Regions from separate parts of the Mus musculus genome. Here region 1 is linked to region 2. A link is a contact called in public Hi-C data. All regions are on one chromosome and are shown on one strand. Each heading gives the region's core, a stretch centred on a gene start, on an enhancer-like site or on the middle of the called end of the contact. The rest is flanking DNA. Distances are from core to core; before and after follow the strand shown. Region 1 overlaps Sipa1l1 (signal-induced proliferation-associated 1 like 1). Region 2 overlaps Gm30799 (a long non-coding RNA gene).

The links. Hi-C and Micro-C count contacts between places; a contact is called where the count stands out from the background.
Region 1: a Hi-C map of cerebral cortex shows a contact between it and region 2, with 2.0 times the contacts expected there. The contact joins two enhancer-like sites. A contact is called at or near these places in 2 of 484 Hi-C or Micro-C datasets (cerebral cortex and liver) and 3 of 9 other capture datasets (adipose tissue, embryonic stem cells and liver).

The regions. Positions count from the first base shown.
Region 1 is chr12:82,333,780-82,336,992 of GRCm38.p6, forward strand. The region is part of intron 1 of Sipa1l1 (signal-induced proliferation-associated 1 like 1); the gene reads left to right. Among named protein-coding and RNA genes, the nearest start is that of Sipa1l1, 24 kb to the left of the region's middle. Within about 2 kb of position 1,487, at least 59 of the 459 cell types and tissues checked have an H3K27ac peak or open chromatin away from gene starts, as enhancers often do. A contact at or near this core is called in cerebral cortex, where this site is marked.
Region 2 is chr12:82,102,600-82,105,737 of GRCm38.p6, forward strand. All of the region lies in intron 6 of Gm30799 (a long non-coding RNA gene), which reads left to right. Among named protein-coding and RNA genes, the nearest start is that of Gm30799, 34 kb to the left of the region's middle. Within about 2 kb of position 1,847, at least 57 of the 459 cell types and tissues checked have an H3K27ac peak or open chromatin away from gene starts, as enhancers often do. A contact at or near this core is called in cerebral cortex, where this site is marked.

The DNA of each region.
Region 1 (3,213 bases), core at 237-2,736, 230 kb after region 2:
TTTTCAAAAATACTGGTCACCAGGGAGGAAATGCCCAAACATGTAGAGTTAATTATGGGATTCCAGAGTGGAGGAGCCTACTACAAGGAGCAGAGCTTGAGGATTAGACTATAGAGGCAACAGAGCCCCCATCTCTTCTGCACTGCAGGGTGTCTTTGAGAAATGCAGAGGTATCTCTTCACACGGCTCCAGTGTTATTAGAAAAGTATGTTCTGGAAGGGCAACCTGGCCTGACAGCTCCAATAAGCAGTGAGGCATGAGGTCTGTTCATAGGCGGGCTCTGCTTGGCTATTTAACCTTTATGGGTTTCTACTTTCTGGCCCTGAGCTTCCTCATGTGGGGAATCTAGTTCTCACCAAGGTCGTCTTCACGGAAATTGACAGTTTTGTGTTTGGAACGTTGCCTTAGTAACTCAAGCCCAGTCATCTGGTAGTTCTTAGTGACATGGCACCTTACCCATTTCCTGCAGCCTAGTGAAGGAAGCCATGTGGAGGGAGCCTCTGTTTAGCCCTGCCTTTCAGGCCTACTTTAGGCCAAGGTGGGCCTGGTAGCTGTTGAGATGCTCTGAAGGGTCCCAGACTGACCACCAGTTTAGAAGCCGCTGCTGCCACTGTTTATTATTTTCCTCCTGGATGGATGCATTTCTAGTAGACCCAGAGCCTGGGGGAGACTTAAGAAGTGACATGGACTGGACAGGGAGGCCTTTTTCTTCTGTATTAGCTAATTATTCATTCTTTAACTGCCAGCACAAATGTGTTGAGTGTGTGCCCACCTCATAGAAAGCACCTGTGTTACACATAGCCCACTTACCTTGTGTTGCTGGGTGTGATATTTCCCTTCTGAACTATTTCTCTGTTCGTGGAGTCTGAGATCCTCAACTCACTGGCTGCTTATGAGGACTGAGACATATGACAGAGTCCCTCCATATAGAGCCTTTAGTCACAGCTTGTGTGTGGGCATCCAGATGCAGTGATGAATAGATCGGACTGTCTGCAGTCTGTTTGAGGAAGTGCTACTAACAGGGAGGGAGGGATTCCATGTGTCTATCCGGAGGCTTTTCTTTTAGAGTCTTCCTTAGGTGATGTTCTAGAATCCTGAGTGCACTGTAGGAGCTGCTGCTGTTAATTCTTGAGGCCCGCTGATTTGGATTTGAGTTGTGCTTAGAACAGACTGTTCTTGCTGCCCCTTGACTCTTCAAGCTAACTGTGGTGTACTTTTTCAAGTGCACTTTGTTAAATTGTCTTCAGAACATATAATGTTCAAAAAAAAAAACCCCACCATGCTCTTAACAAAGCCATTTTGAGGCTCCTTTCTTGAGCTGTCTGGTTTCTACACATCACTTTTCTCTTCCCTCAACTAGATAGCTGCAGGGATTTGAGGCTGGAATGTGCCTTTCTGTGCAGGAGGGTGGGTCCTAGCTAACAAGCTGGCAGCCTGCAGAAGCTTTCCTGCTGAGGCTGATTCCTCTGAGAATCCTTATTAGCATTCATTAATCAGTGGGTGCTGGGAGGGAAAGCATTTCCCAGGTCACACCAGCTCCTGTGACTATGCTGCTAGTCTCCTTGGCTCCTGCCTGCACTGCCAGTGCCTGGTGCTCTTCAGTGCTGCTCTCCAGAAAGCTGCTCTTCGAGGCCACAGTGACATCATTTAGCTGAAAGCTCTAGAGAAGGAGAGTGGTGACAAGGACAGATTCAACCCAAGGAAGGGACCACCTGTGTTTGTTTGCCAGCTTTGTCTGATTTCTGGGGTCACTAAAGTCTTGGGAAGGGTTGAAGTGGAGACACTGGTTGTGAAGGGACTCAATGTCAAAATGAAATCTAAAGAAAACATTTGTCAGTGAGGAAGAGATTAGCTAAGCTAGTCATCTCCATGTAGCCGTTATTCAGATACTGTAAACATCTCTTTTCTAAAGTGGCCGGGCTCTCTTAACCCTCTTCCAGTTCATTGTAATTGGAAGGTTTAGCACAAGGACATCTCATGGAAGCACTTGCTCTGTTCAGGTTTGACTGTGCACTGATTTGAATGATGGAGGATTAACACGGGGCCGTGTTTTATCAGTATTATTATTTGAAGGTCTGTTCAATGCCCTACATTCCCAGATCACGTTCTGTGTTTTTAGCAACAAATTTATGTTTTTCTAATAAGTTTTGTTCTGATTGTAGATGATAACACTTGCTCATTTTAGAAGATAAAAAACTAAAGCCTCGAGTTAGAATCTATCCAAAGATAAACATAAATCCTCTGGTAAACTTGCTCTGTGTGTGTGTGTGTGTGTGTGTGTGTGTGTGTGTGTGTGTGTGCACGCTCTCAAGCGAGAGGCAGGCAGGCAGGCAGACAGACAGACAGACACTGGGCTACTTTATGTTGATGAGTCTGTGATCAAATTAAGAAGCTTCTTAGAACCAAATGTGGTGATGTAATACCTGTAACCACCACACATGGGAGGCAGAGGAAGGAGAATCATGAGTTCAAGTCCAGCCTCAGCCAAGAGTAATTTTTAAAACAAGCTGGGCTATATGAGATCCTGTTGCAAAAAAAGAAAAGAAAAACAAAAAAAGAAAAAAGGAAGGAAGAAAAATCTGTTGGTTTGGATAGAGTCGATAGTGACTTTTAATCTATAAATCTCTAAGTTTCAACAAGGTTTATGGATGATGATGTCCTGAGAGAGATCATAGTATCCCTGCCTTACTTGCTTCCAGAACTCTTCTGTGGATAAATAACTAGATCTGAGCACAGTTGAAGAAACCATGACAAGAATTTCCTGCTGAGCACCTACCCTGGGATAGCGGGCTGCCCCACACCGCGTTTCTCACTCTTCCTAGATTGTCCTGGGAGATCACTGGGTCATCTTCAACCATCCCTATTTGGCTGTAGCACTGGAGAGCTGTAAAGTACAGCCTGGGATGCTGCAGCCTCTGGTACCCACCCCACCCATTGTACATTCTCCTGGGGGACCCCTAGGCTTACCTTCATGCCCTGCCTGGGCACACAGAAAGTTGTAGTGCTGCTCTGTTTATGTAGTTCCTTGAGATCTATACTGTCCTTCACTGTTCATTTATTTCTCTGCTTGGTAGTAATTAATTTTAGAAATTACAAAGAAGGATGATAGCAAGTGTCATGGCCAGAAATTTAGAGCTCATAGCTGAGAGGTAGGTAGTTAATTCTAGGTCAGCCGAATAGCCTGTCTAGTATAGTATTGCTAGAGTACCTGTC
Region 2 (3,138 bases), core at 597-3,096:
ATCCCCTGCCTGGTGTCAGGGCACCCAGGTCTTGAAACACAAAGCCTTGGTTGCTTTTCCTGGAAAGAAAAGGAGGCAATTATCTCTCTGTCCTCCGTTCCTCAGATTAGGAAAACAGAAACTAAAGCCGTTTCTCAACCACTTGGGTAACCTCCTTGTCTTTTGAGAGTCTTGCTTTCTGATACCCACCGACAGATCAGCTGGCACCCTAGTCTGGCACCTTGAAGTCTGTCAGAGCCACGGATCCTAACCCCTTTAGTCTACTCATAGATCTTTCCTGAGCCCCGACTCTGTAACTCATAGGCACCCCTGCCTGAGAAAAGATGGCTGCCATGGAATGGCACCTCCCACTGTCTTCTCATGAACTCCTGGTGTTCTCCTCACCACCCCAAGGCGCCTGATCTGGTTGAAGGTGACATGAAGGTGACATGGTGACACAGAATGTGAATGGCTGAAGGCTAGAAATCTGAGCTGTCTGGGAACCCCCTCACCTCTCGTGTTTCTAAAATGACTTCGGAATTAGGGTGCAGGCATGCAAAGCCCAAGGGAACGCCATCATTTTCGAGGAGGCCAGCTGTCCCCAGATCCAGGCCAAGAAATCCTAGGATCTGATGGCCCACACTCAGCTATGTGGCCAAACCGCTTCACGTCTGTGCTTCAGAAGTGACTGGGTAGTTCCATTGCTGGTCTTAAAGGAAGGGCCTCTGACTTTTCCCAGAGATGATGGAGTTCTTGGTCCTACCTCCTTCTTGTCTGCTTAGGAATCTTTCTCGGCTCCCTTAGGTGCCTAAACTCCAGTTCACACGAGTGGGACATTTCTACATAATTTCCTTACATACAGTTGTTTCAGGGGGTTCCCAACCCACAGAGTCTCTTTCTGTGTCTCTCTGTGTCTCTCTGTCTCTCTCTCTCTGTCTCTCTGTCTCTCTCCCTCTCCCTCTGTTGCATTTTCTACCTGGTGTGGAGTGAAAGCAAAGCCAAGTTCTCTCTGAAGCCCAAACTAAGGGACTTGGTCCAAGTTCTTCACAGAACATTCTCAGCCAGCCTTGGTGGGAGCACATTTGTAATTTTAGTTCCTGAGGAGGCTGAGGCAGGAAGACAGCAAATCCACCGGTTATGTAGCAAGTTTGAAAGGCCTGGGCAACTTAGTGAGACCTTAAATAAAATAAAAACATAAATAAAATTATATAACCCATTAAAATGTTATTTATTATTATTATTGGGAGCGGTCATGTGCGCGCACACACACACTGGTATGTGCATGCTACGTATGGTGTGCCTGGGAGAATGGGGGCACTCCTTTGAGCAGTTGGTTCTCTCCTTCCACTTAGGATCTAGGACGGAAACTCAGCTCTCTAGGCTTATGTGGCTCCTGCTTTTACCCACTGAACCATCCCACAAACCTTAAGATAAACCTATTAAAGGGCCAGGTATACCTAACTCAGTGAGACAGTCCTTTGCCAGCATGCTCTGGGTCAATACCTAGTGATATGCCTACACAGAGTGTATCAAGATTCTCCAACACTGGGGTCACCCTTTCCAGCCTAGCCCTGTGGACTCAGGCTAAGCCTCCGTCCATCCTTATACCTGGTGCCTGGAATGTTCAGTGATAGTTTTAAGAGCATTAAAACTGCATGCCTGCTCCTGCCCGCCTTACCCACCCATCAGTCTAGAAGCCGTATCCGTTCCCCTCCTCCTGGTTGTGGTTCACATCTCCATCCTGCTGCTGTTCTCGCACATGCTCAGAACAGCTGATGATCTGATTTGTGTTTTCCAGATCTGTTGCCTCGCCCGCATCCCCAGGCTGGCAGATATTTTAAGCACATGAATCAGGGTATCTGGCATGGCTTCCTCTGCAGCAGAGCTCCGGCTGCAGGCATAATGAAGTTGGGAGGGGGAACAGTTCAACTTATCAGGGAGGAGCTTTGCGTTGGTAACTAGTCTGCCTGGCAACAGCACAGGCAAAGAAAGATACCGGGCCCCTTAGTATCAGAGTCAAAGCGTGCACCCCCAAAGATCAGCATCTTTATACAGTTTCCCTTTGCTGCGGGGGAGGGGGAGAGTATGCTCCTTTTTAAAAAAAAGGAAGATAAATTTTGTCTGTGCATGTTCCAAACGATCGATGTTCCCTACCAAGCCACAAGATAGGGAGATGTGATGGGCAGCAATGTCATCGGTCCGTGGCGATCCATGGGTCATAAGAACTCCATTTCTGAAGTAAAATGGGTGGCTGGAAAAGAATTGGCACCAGGCAGTGACCTCCATGATTCTGTGTGGGCATCTTGTTTGCAGAATGGGGCTGGAGACAGGAGAGAAGCTAGCATTCTTTTCCATTTCTAGTCTCCTGAGCATGCACGCATGCCTGATACCGGTCTATTTCATGAGGAATTCATGCAGAATGAGGGGCAAAGCAGATAAAGGATGGCATGGACTTCCCAGTACTTGGGGTGACTTCAAGACCTCTCAATGTATAGGACGGACAGTGACTGACACAGTCGAAGCGGAACCAGGGTGTGTTGGATACGACTTGGCCCTGGCTCTGTTGATACTGGAGGCATCCTGAAATTGTCTCTCCTTTCCCCTTCCCAGTTTCCTTTCCACCATGTGGAGAATGAGCCAATGATTCCACAGAAGTCTTCCCAGGTCTGGCATTCTAGAATTCCAAAGTCAAAGATAGTTTTACCATTCTGAAGCAGAACGTTTAAAATGTTCCTGTAAATGTTTATAAATCAGACACCTGAATCGTTAGCTTCTCCCTTCTCATCTCAGTGTGCATACAAGCCTTCAGGCTTCAGTGTCTCCGAGCATACACAGGCCATGGGATCTGGGATGCATTTACATTTTTAGCATCAGTGTAATTCTATTTGGCTTCGAGCCACAGGAAGTTCAAGCCTGATTCAATTAAAAGTTTTATAAAATGAGATTTTAAAAATGAAAGACAACGCATTGCATATGCGAACCCATTGTACTTTATATTGGTATCCAGTCAGGCACATTAGGGGCGACTTGTGCTCAGGCCAAGAATCTGTTAACAATCCACAGAGTCGAATATTTTACTGTCTTATTTGGAAGCATGGAATTTAGGAGCTGGCAGGGGCTTAGAAGGTAGGCAGGCATGGCCTGTCCAACAAGGGCGAG